Linked DNA regions of Rattus norvegicus: region 2 is linked to region 1. Evidence: chromatin contacts called from public Hi-C data. All regions are on one chromosome and are shown on one strand. The core of a region is the stretch at or near the end of the contact, and the rest is flanking DNA. Distances in the headings are between cores, read along the strand shown.

Region 1 (6,081 bases), core at 532-3,031:
AAAGCTAGAGTAGAAGAATTGTATTATGGTATCCTTCTGACCATCTATTTATCTGTAGGAAAGTCTTATTTAATTCTTCTGTGAAGGATTACATCCCTTAGTGACCATAGAATAAGGAGGGCAACTGAAACAGTGAGGCTTTCACAGAGCACACTGCCATCTCCAGTGGGTACACTTATGTTACCCATCAGCACCATGACCTATGGTGTACTTTGGCTGACATATTCCTCAAATATGTTAACTTTTTATATCTGGTTATAATAAATAATTGACTTTTGAGCCAATTCTTTCCTTTAAAATCAAAACAGCCATTACAGTGCCTATTTTTGGGCATATAACCAAATTACTCTTTAATAACTTCTTTGAGTTAGGTGTGGCATCATGACTGTTCCTGGCCAATAATTTTCAAGTACTAAATGTCACTCCTGGACAGAAACATTTACCCATGAATGTAAGTCCCGCTTTAGTTTTTATCTGCCAAGGTGGAGTTCGCTTTGGGGCCCAAAGTGGAAACCATGTGGAACAGTGGCATCCCCTAAATTCGTGAACGTCACATGCCATAAGCAAAATCCAAGTCTGACATTTAAACCCTGGAGAAGTTGGGCTTGCCTATCGCTACAGGAAAACCATTCTATCCTAAATAGGAAAATGACGCTGCATATTTTATCTGTGAGATTTAGGTTATGACTCATGACAATTTTATTTCCCCTTTTCCAAATCTTTGGAAAACTCATCGCTGATGCTTGTTTCAATATATCATCTGTAGAATCATAAAGACATAATACATGTATAATGTTTATCAGGTGAAGTAATTTTTATTCACCTGACCATATATATATATATATATATATATATATATATATACATATATATATAGTTACCTTGTTAGTATAGGTAATTAATTTAAATTTTTCAAAAATAGCTTTACTATCCATGAGATTTTACCAAAAGAACCAAAAAGAAGCTAGGGAATACATTTAATCTGTGTTTTATTTTTATCTACTTTTGCTGTTAGTTTTTGAATTTGCTTATAAACAATTTGCTTAGAAAACAATCAGGTTGGCTCTTGCTATACTGTGTATAATTCACTTCTCCTCTAACTATCAGACATGACCATCAACCCATCAGCCTCTAATAAAGAGGGTGAATCACATTTAAAATTCAGCCTACAGTAAAGGAGAATTCATTGTACATGAAAGACAGTTAAGGAAGGGGACTCAAAGCTCTTCATGCCCTTTTCTTCTGATAGAAGTTCATCATCATCACCACCACCACCACTGCCACCATCGTCGTCGTTGTCATCATCATCATCATCATCCCTTTCTCTTCTGTCTCCATTTGAAAAATAAAAAGGACTATAAAAGACAAGGGTACTATACATGTAAGAACAATTAATCAGGTTGCTAGCCTTGTTGCTAAAGTAAGTTCCTTACACATAAGGAGAGAAGATTTGTAAACATTTTGGACCAAGATACCCCATGGGATGCTATTTCTCATTTTTAGAAAGTGACAATTCATTATTCAGAAATGTAATGAGAGTGCACATCACTTTTGGTGTACAATTTTGAAGCAGTTTTGTTCAAGCTCACGTGTCCAACCCTTCCACTGGCAAGCACCACCTTATGGCCTCATGCTTTCCTTTGAGAAGTTTCTTTGAGGTGAATTACTCAGAAGCTCCAGAAATTGGGGCTATTAATAACCATCATTCAGGACAGGGGACTGCAGAGCTGAAAGCCTTGGGAAAGTAGCTGTCAACTCATCCAGACAGTCACCTCGCTGTCTGGCAGCTGGCCAACTTCAGCAGCTTGCCACAGGCCCAAGTTCTCCACTGTTACCAGGCTGTGGCCTTGAGAGATGAGTCAGGGGTTATTTCAACTTTTGCCAGTAATTTACACTTTCAACACTACTGCTTCATGACTACACCACAAATCTAAGCTCAGAATGGTCAAAGGTCTTGAAAGTCTTAAGTTATAAGGCTATTTTCAAAGCCTCTAGATGGTCTCTTAGCCAGCAAGATATGTGTTTCCCTGAAAAATGGTGTACGAAAAAAATCAGGTCCTATAAGCAATATTTTTTGAGATAATGGTTGTCAGTTACTCATTTCTTATTAGAAAATTTGAAATGTGCTTTTGCCAAATTCTTACTAAGAAAGTGAGTTAATCTCCATGTCATACACAGAGCCTGCAAGGATGGGAGGGGGTAAATAATTTCTCTGACACCTCAAAACATTTGAACCATTTCTCCACATTTCATTATCATAAATCCTCACTTACATTGCTCCTAGCATGGAAATTATATAAGATTGTGAAGTTGTAGAGTGACTGAGTGAGCCTTCCTTCTTAGGAAAGAAAAAATGGCTTTAGCAACCAAAGACAAGTATTAACATCAACATGTCCACAAGGGAGAAGAGAATTGTGACATCACAGTCTGTGGAGAGGAGCAAAGACTAGGAAAACGAAATACCACCTCAGCTTGGTAAACAAAGTAAACAAAAGGACACATCTGAATTATAAAACTGACTTTTATAATTTTATAGTTTTATATCTGTGTGTTTCCTTTTAGCTTCACTTTCCTTTGTGTAGCGGAAGCAGGAACATCTGATGGGTCTGGGTTTTGTTTGTTTGTCGTTTTTACAAGCTCCTGGGCCTCTTACGGCAGGGGTGACCTTCCTTGACCACTCATCCTTCTACACTCACTGTCTGGCACACCTAAGTGAGACCAACCACCAATCAACTGACCGAGTGGCACCTGATTCCCTGTTTTGTTTTCTCCTGATATTTAACTTTTTTTAAGAAACCATTATCTCAATTACTTCATTCTATGTCCAGGCCTTCCGTTAGCGAATACTATAATCTTACATTCTTAAATGGTGCTTAGGGTACCTTAATCTCATTGTTGCCAACATCGCTTTTCTGAAGATAAAACTTACACCTTGTGCTTTCTGTTATGATAGCATGAGCACAGTAGGGACATTGACAAAGACAGGAAAACGCCAAACCCTCCCCTTCAAACCTGTTGACTATCTTATATCCTTGCAAAGTCTGGGTCACTTTATTCTTGTAAAACACCTGCTATTGCTCACCAGAAACAATGCTCTCTCAAATGTATCAAAGGAGAATAGTCATTAGTCCTGAATTAGGTCATGAAAACCACCCACAAATTAGAGGGCACAATTCGTGGATATATTCCTTTGGCCCACTTTCTGTTACTATAACAAAATGTCTGAGGCAAAATAGTAGTTTAAAAATAAAAGTTCACTTGGCTTGTGGTTTTGGAGGCTAGGAAATCCAGGCATCTCCTAAGTGCTTACTTGCTATGGCATCACAGAGGGCATTACCTGACAGGGCACACATGCATCTTTGTATTGTCATAAAGGTGGTATCAGCTTTAGAGACGGGGATGTGGCGAGCCCGACTTTCTGCTGTGATTTGCGATGTATCTGTAGCAGTGACTGTTCCTGAAGCTAGCGCCCTCTCTATCAGAACAAGGATTGGGGAAATGGAAGCCTGAAGTTCCTGGAATAAATAAGTTGTGAGCAGTTCACTTGATCTCTAAACAATCACGTTGATATCACAGACCATTGTGTGAGCATGCAAACCAAAAAGAAAAATAAAAGTTATTCCTCTACAGGGGCATAAAATACTTAGCGATGATAGGGGTTGTAATAGCTAAGAACCTTTAGAACTTCATGGCCCAAGAGAGAAGTGCTTCTCCGATTCTCTTTCTACTCGTAGGCTTGCTGCAGGTGATCTTGTGGGACTGTGTTAGTTCATCTAAAAATACATCCGGCCTTGTCCTTATGAAGTGCCATTCTACTGATTTCATGTTTTAATGGAAACAGTGACTCTCCTTAAGTGACCCCCAAAACTAAGCGGTTGATTTTTTTCCTACCTATTAAAATAACAGGCAGATTTAGGAATAGAGCACAGCACGGCACCTTGGATAAGTGCCCCCAAAGGTCCATGCACTGAAGACTTTGGGTCTATTCCAGTGATGTGTGGAACCTTCCAGAGGTGGAGCCTCATTAGAGGACTTCAGGTCATAAAGGATTTGCCATTAGAGGGGAGTGTGAGGTCCTGGCCTCTTCTTGTTATTCCCATGAGGTGAATGGCTTTGCTCTAACACATGCTCTGCCTTGCCAGTTGACTAAAACAACACACCAAGTAACAATGCACTGAGTCCCCAAAGACCTTAACTATTTACAAGTTCATTATCTGGCATACTCTACCCATGCTCTGTGCCCATGGAAGCCAGAAAAAAAAGGGCATTAAATAGACCTGGAACTGGAGTTACCAATAGTAATGAGCTGCTTTTATGGATGCTGGGAATCAAATCTTGGTCCTGCTGAGCCATCAGTCCAACCCCATTCTTTATTGATTAACGGACACATGTCACGTTTTTGTGCCACAGTTTATTCAACCAAGCCCCACTGACAAACATTTGCACATTTTCTCTTTCACTATTACGTAACCACAATCAATATATTGATGTAGCTCATTGCACTGCCTGCCAAAGGTACCTGTACACAGGTAAAGCACAGTTCAGAGTCCGTTTGCCAACCTATGCTTGGAAACTATTTTTTTAGAGGCACAGTTGCTGAGGCAAAGGGCATTTGTGTGCATAATATTGCCAGCCATTGATGAGCCCACTCCGTGCAGGTATTTTGCATTATCACAAAAGCAGCGTGACAGAGTCTTCTTGTCACGCCATTTGCCTCTGACAGACAAGAAGTGATATCCCGTTGTAGTTATGGTACCTATCTCTTGTTTGCAATGAGGATGAGCTGGGGTTTTTTAATATGTTTAGGGGTAATTTAAATAAATTTCAACTCAAAGATCAACAAATAAAAGCAGTACGTAAACATGCTAGCTCACAAGGCAGGTGCGTCAGAATAGCGTCTCTCCTCAACAGTCAGAAAAGCAAGGAGAGTGAGAACCGGTAAACAAGGCCTGAAGACCAACGGCCAACCAAGATTGCTGTTTCTAGCCAAGCTGTACTGTGAAGAGATGGGGCCATTCCAGGCACGCATAAACTAAGGCAACTCATGACCACCAAGACAGCGCAACAGAAGCAATACAGCACTCGGAGGAAGAGGAAAGACAGACTCAACCCCAAAGGCACAGTACAGTTTCCATAGTAAATGAAAAGAGTGAACTCGATCCAGGAAGGAACCCTCATGTGCTGCAGAGTAAGTCAACCAACTGTTGATATGTACAAGGGAGGAATAAAAAACAGCTCAATCAACCAGATACTCGACCAACAAAATTACATCAGAGTGAAATAGGATGTTTGCAGAACAAACTAGAGAAATTCCAGCGTCCGTGATGGAGGGATCGATGCTATCTGGAGAGCCAGAGGGTCTGGGACAGCAGACAGTATGAGAACCATAGGTCACAGCCTCAAGAAGTCCTCAGTGGACTTTCAGGAGCAGAGGGGAGACCGAGCACGACAGGCAGCGACACTGGCAGAGGAGAAGGGGGTTGTCAGTTTGGTGACTCTGGACCCTCCCTGGACTCAAAGCAAGTATCATAGGGCTACATTGAAAGCTGGCCTGAAAAAGAGTCAATGTAGACAGTAGGGAAGAAACTGAGTCTGAAGCATCGAGTCAATGGAAGAGTGACTTGAGCCACAGCCCGCTGAGGTACACAGACATGCGCTCTAAACACGTGCCCACTGTTGGGAAGGAATACCCAGGAGCATGAGCCATGTTTGCAGCCAGAGCCAGTGAAAGGTTACCGCCAGGCAGAAGGGACGACAGCTTCTTCCCGTGAGCTGCCAAAGATTGCCCAGGGCTGCGACTAGCATCAGTAGCCCAGCAAAGGAATAAAGAGAAAGAGAAAACCAGTACCCGGGTGTAGAGCACGTTCAGACTCCGCCCTCCACGCAGGCCAACTAAGACCTCCCTATCTGATGCTCGGTAATCTTAGTAAGACAGCCTGGCCTGCTGTGTTCTCATTCTATTTCCCCCTTTCTCTTCTAATCTTTTCATTTCCCTTCTGATACACTTTCCCAAAGAAAACAGTCTGGTCTGGCTTTTGCCGTCTCCCTGCCTTGGTCTCCTGAGAACCCGTGTTGTTTTAG
Region 2 (5,692 bases), core at 1,095-3,594, 270 kb after region 1:
GGTTTTGTATTAACCATGACTCCGATGTACCTTACCTACTATCTATCCAGGGGTAGCACTCTGTTCCTCTTTCTCCATTAGATCCAGGTGAGCTCCAATCACTGTGGGCGTGATCCCGAGTAACTCCCAAGCCTGCAGATAAGAGGCAAGAAGCCTTTTCCTGTTTAGCTTCCAGCTCACTATTTAGACCCACGTTTTAGGACAGGTTAAGGATAGTAAAGTGTGTAAGATGGGGTTCCTCTTGACACCCATGAGAGCCACAGGCTCTCACAGCCACAGTGTGTCTCCTTTCTTCTGGGTCTTCAGTGACAGCATGAAAAGCTAAGACATCATGCGGTCATATTGCTTCCATCCCTTCAGGAAAGTTCTCTCCAAGCAAGAGTCCCTAAAGCCAACAAAGGAGTATTATCCAGAAGGGATGAAGAAGAATTTGCAGACCTAGAAAACTGAGAAACTTTCCAGAAAAAGAAAGCACTCTGGTCAGAGTAAAACTATAAAAAGATACTCCCAGCTAATGTGAAAATTAAAACAACTGAACAAAATGTTACAGGATTCAAAATTGGAAAAGATTAAGAGCCAAGTTGCACCCTGGACCCAAGGTTAGAAACATGTTACCACTGGAGCTGTGACCAGGTTCAATCAATTTAGAAAACATTGTAACAATAGCCACAGGGGTAAGGTGGCAAGTGGTGAAGATCGTTTCTAGTCTGAAGTCTCTGGTCTGTGGACACTCACAGGCATTCGCAGCAGACAGTAGGAGGACCTTCACAGCAGCCCTTTGTAACAGAAAACAAGTAGAGATCAACTCTTCAGGAAGGGTGAAGAGAAACACGCTGAGGTTTCCACAGAAGGGGAAAGTTACCCAAAGACGAATTCTAAAATAATTAAAATTGTGAGGAGCAAATACCCTGCCCCACTCCTAATAATTAGCAAAGGAGACTGGGCAGTGAGAGCGACCTTGCAAGGTCAGACGCCACCCATTCAGTCAGACACGTGAGTGCAGTGAGCACGGGAAGGGGACAACCGTTCACGTCGTTTACCACTTACAGGCATGTGGGTTTATCTTGACTCTTTATGACCTGTTTAGTTTAAAGCTTTTCAAGAGTATGACCCTGTCACATCTGTAGGACATGGGACAGGGTGAGCTGCTGATAATTTTTTTCACTATGATTAAGTCTGAGCTTACTAGATGAGGGCAGCTAGAGTCGGAGTCCTTAGCCGGACCGATGTTGTCTGTTCATTTGTATCTATTTGGACCTAGGATGACTTAAGCCATTTTTGTTTTGAAAATTGACTCTCAATTTTTTTTATTTTTACTTATTTATTTACTTACTTATTTATTTTTACAAAAACGATAGCTATATTGAGGTTTATAAACATGGAAGCCATTTTAAAGTGTCTGTTGAGGGAGCCGGAGAGATGGCTCAGTGCTTAACAGGTCCTCTCATAGAGGACCAGAATTGGGCTGCCAGCATCCGTATCCGGTATTTCACAATCACCTGAAACTCCAATTCCAGGGAATCTGATGCCCTCTTCTGGCCTCCACAGGCATCTCCCCACATCTACAACCCACACAAAGACAAACTTCACAGATATGCACCATTAAATTAATTTTTTTTTCAAGAGGGGGAAGAGGAGGAGACAACTGAGAATGACCTAAGATTTCTGTCATCCTCCCAAGATAATGAGTTCTTCTTTCAAAGCTTCACTGATACTGGACACACACACACACACACACACACACACACACACACACACACGCCTACCTTCTGGGCCAGAAGCAAAGGACTTCCTTGTCAGACTAGACAGCTCATACTCCATTTTCCCATCAGTTCTCTTGCCTTCAAATTCCCATAAGGGCGCTGCAGAGTGGTCCAGGTGAATGCTCCTTCTGCAGTGGGAATGCTACATCTGCAGTGGGACTACGTCACAGCCGAGGGGGTCTCTTAATCCCCCATGCATGTGCATGGGTGCACATGTGTGTAGTGTGAGTGTGTAAATGTAAGTCAATGGTTAGCATAATGCCCAGGACCCTGTTGGAGGCCAGGTCTTACCGGGTGAGTTCCAGTCCTGTGACTTGCGTGACTCAGCAAATCTAAATTTTGATCTGTTATGTGACATCTCGCCCTCTGTTGGACCATGCTCTAAGCCTGGGGTTTTACAGCTTGAAAAAGGAAACTCTTAAGGACACATGCAAGTGTACCTAGGGATCCGGGTGCAAACAAGGGCTTGGGGGTGCTTCCAATAAAACTGAGATAAACATACAAGGTTAACTGCAATGAAGAAACAGCGGCAGCGGCTGGGTCTTCAGGTTTCCTTCCATAAATAAATGTGTTGAGCAATAGCTCCACCTACAGATGGATTTGAGAACTGCAGCGGTAGGAATGTAAGGGGTCTGGAAGCTTTCTGCTCCTTTTCCTCTCCTCTCTCAACTTTCCTGTTTTGGTTTTCCAGACAGGGTTTCTCTGTGTAGCCCTGACTGTCCTAGAACTCGCTCTGTAAACCAGGCTGGCTTCGAACTCACAGAAGTCCTCCTGCCTCTGCCTCCATGTGCTGGAACTAAAGGTGGGTGCCACCACTACCAGGTGGACTCCTCTACTTCGTTTCATAAAAATATTCATCCTCCATTTGATAAAAGTCAGGATCTTAACCCCCTCCTGGTTACCCCTCAAGCATATGTCCCCGTGTAGTAATGTAAATGCCTAGCCCAGCACGAGCCCAAGCCATCCTGGGTTTCCACTAAAAAGTCCACAGGAGAGGGGAGCTGACCTTATCCTCTGCAGAGAAAGACACCTTGTTCATGACCACCCTGGAGGCAGGCTCACCAAACAGTGACCTCACATGGCAATGGCCTCCCAATCCAGAGTCTCATCGTGACAAGTGCGAAGTTTTTCTCCCACTTACACCCTTTAAATATAAAATCAGTTCATAGAGCGCCCTGAATGTTTCGTCTGCAGCATATTTTGTGTTAAGTGACAAGTGCGCTTTTAATAATCTACTCCAAGACCAATCATCCCTTTCCTAATTATAATTAATTTCGCAAGCTTCACTAAGCACTTTTTGAGATTACATTTGCATTAATAATCCAAATTATAATGAACTCAAACCCCATATTCTACTGTTCTGGGAAATTTAGTTTTTAACAGAACCTGCCCCAAAGGGATTCTGGGAAACTCCCAGTAATGTTTTCCTGCCATGTAAGTCCTTCCTGGAACCAGCCATCTGCCCCCAGGCCCCTGAAATCCGAAGTCCATGAGGCCCTGCTCTGATGGCCATCTCTCTGTCTCCCGCCTTCTTGCTACCTCTAACAAGTTTATTCCCAAGGGGCAGGCCCTTCGCTTTATTTAGAGCATCCCTAGAGACTCAAGTTGACATGGTGAGAGGCTAAGGGAGGTCCCTACAGAATCATGTGACCATCCCTGCTTGGGTCCCCTCCCAAAGCAGCAATGACACTGTGTTGTGTGCAAGGATGTGTAACTCTATCATCAGAGGCCTGAGTCTGGCTTCCTGGAAGTTATAAGGTGTCGGGAAGTCCATCTCAGCTTTCTGAGACTCCCTCCTCCTCCGTACATTGGAGGGTGAGCTGGCAGCCTCTGGGCCACAAAGGAACTTACACACAAACATTCAAAAAGCGGCTTCAGTGGGGCTGGGGATTTAGCTCAGTGGTAGAGCGCTTACGTAGGAAGCGCAAGGCCCTGGGTTCGGTCCCCAGCTCCGAAAAAAAGAACCAAAAAAAAAAAAAAAAAAGCGGCTTCAGACCAGATGCCCGTTAACCAAGTGAATGAAAGCGTGAACACGATGTATGTTTATATGAGTGAAAGAATACCATTTGCACAGAAAGGCATGTTGGCGTGTCCTGTATCAGTGAACCAGGATGCTGATACTCCCTGCATCAATGAACCTCTAAAGTTACACACTGGGTAAAAGAAACTACCCGGGAGAGTCACCAAAATCACATGAATCCATGTCTGTGAAGTATCCAAGATGGAGAAGTCTACACAGGAAGTTCACTCATGGCTACCTGGGGCTGGGAGTTGTACAGAAACCCGAAGGGAGTAGAAATGACAACCAATAGAAGTAAGTTATCTTTATAGGCTGATGAAAATGGTTTATAATTAAATGGTGCTTGTTCAACTCTGTAAATATGCTTTAAAAACCTACAAACTGAAGCCAGCAAGATGGCTGAGTAAGTGAGGTACTTGGTGCCAAGACTGACAGCCTGAGTTCAGCCCCCAGGACCCACGTGATAGAAGAGAACTGACTCCTGAAAGGAAGTCCTCTGACCTCCACACAGAGTCAAGCACATGTGCCCTCCCCTCCGCCCCACATACATATAAACATAATTTAAAAATTAAATATCAAATACTTCAACCCTTTAAACATCTAAAGCTTCTGGTTGCAAGTTAAAAATTAATAGAGCCCTTTAAAAATGCTAAGTACCTTTCGAATGCATTTAGTTAGATAATGCATGCAAAGTACTTAACACAGTACTGTCACATAGTAAGTGCTCAATAAACACTAGCAATTCAGTTCAGCAGTCCAACCTCAAGACATTTCACTGAGTCATTCTTAAGTAGCATAAAACACAGGCGCACCATGCAGGCTGAGCTGTAGCAAGTGTGTGTTATCTGGTTAGTTTTTGTCAACATGACACAAGCTAAAATCACCTGGGGAAAGATAACCTCAATTGAGCAATTCTGCCCACCCAACCAGCCTGTGCTCATGTCATGGGAACATTTCCTTGATTAATGATTGATGTGGGCAGGTCAGCCTACTGTGGAGTTCAGAGACGCACATGTGTGAACCCAACATGGGCTCGTGCAGCAACTGGGATATCGGCTGCACCAGGAACTGAAGGAGGTGATCCTCAGAGCTTCACCCCTTCCAGCATAAGCTAAAAATTACTAATTGTGATTTCTTGGAGAGAGCGTCCAGGGCCACAGGAGTGACTCAGGAGAGGCAGGAGGAATTCCACAGTTTTCTACAAACCTGAGCAAGTGGGTTTGATGGTCCCAGTGGTCGGAAGTTTAAATTAGAGAACTGAGGTGACCCGCTGCTCGCCTGGCTCCCCTTCTGCTGCTGTGATAAACACCATGAGCCAAAGAAACCTGGGAGAGAAAAGGGTTTGTTTTCAGCTTATGACATCTAGATAAGAGTCTATCACTGAAGGGCAGGAAGGTGGGAGCAGGACCTAAAGCAGGAACCATGGGGGTCCTATCGTTCCATGGCTTGCTTTCTCATACAATCCAGGACCACCTACCCAGGGGTGACCTAAAGGGAATAAATTCCCCAAAGTTGTCCCCTGGCCACACATAGCGCCATAGCACATATGCTCCCCCAACTCCAACACTCATAAGTAAATAACATGCGTGATAAAAGCTGTAAACATCAGTTACTTAAGTACTTTAAACAGGTAAGGTTTGTAGCTTGTAAATTAGAAATTGGTAAAGCTATTTATGTACCAGTGGAAAGTTACAGACTAGCTTGCTCTCTGTGGCTTCCTCAGACTGTTTTCTTGTGCAACCCAGCCTCACCAGCCCAGGGTGGCACCTCCCTCAGTGGACCAGGCTCTCCCACAACAATCAACGAAGAAAATGACCCCACAGAATTGCCCTCAGACCACTCTGATAGAGGCAATTCATCAACAGGGGTTCCCTCACCCAAGGTGACACGCGATTTATTCTGTAAAACA

What was found. Hi-C and Micro-C count contacts between places; a contact is called where the count stands out from the background.
Region 2: a contact with region 1 is called in a Hi-C map of liver, with 3 times the contacts expected there. The contact joins two enhancer-like sites. A contact is called at or near these places in 2 of 12 Hi-C or Micro-C datasets (the Rat2 cell line and liver).

What each region holds. Positions count from the first base shown.
Region 1 is chr13:79,708,865-79,714,945 of GRCr8, forward strand. The region is part of intron 1 of LOC102546371 (a long non-coding RNA gene); the gene reads right to left. It overlaps LOC134481525 (a long non-coding RNA gene), which reads right to left. Exons shown (of 4, transcript XR_010057090.1): 3 at 3,338-3,515. Among named protein-coding and RNA genes, the nearest start is that of Dpt, 56 kb to the left of the region's middle. Within about 2 kb of position 1,782, at least 8 of the 93 cell types and tissues checked have an H3K27ac peak or open chromatin away from gene starts, as enhancers often do. A contact at or near this core is called in liver, where this site is marked.
Region 2 is chr13:79,975,992-79,981,683 of GRCr8, forward strand. No RefSeq gene overlaps it. Among named protein-coding and RNA genes, the nearest start is that of Tbx19, 28 kb to the right of the region's middle. Within about 2 kb of position 2,345, at least 16 of the 93 cell types and tissues checked have an H3K27ac peak or open chromatin away from gene starts, as enhancers often do. A contact at or near this core is called in liver, where this site is marked.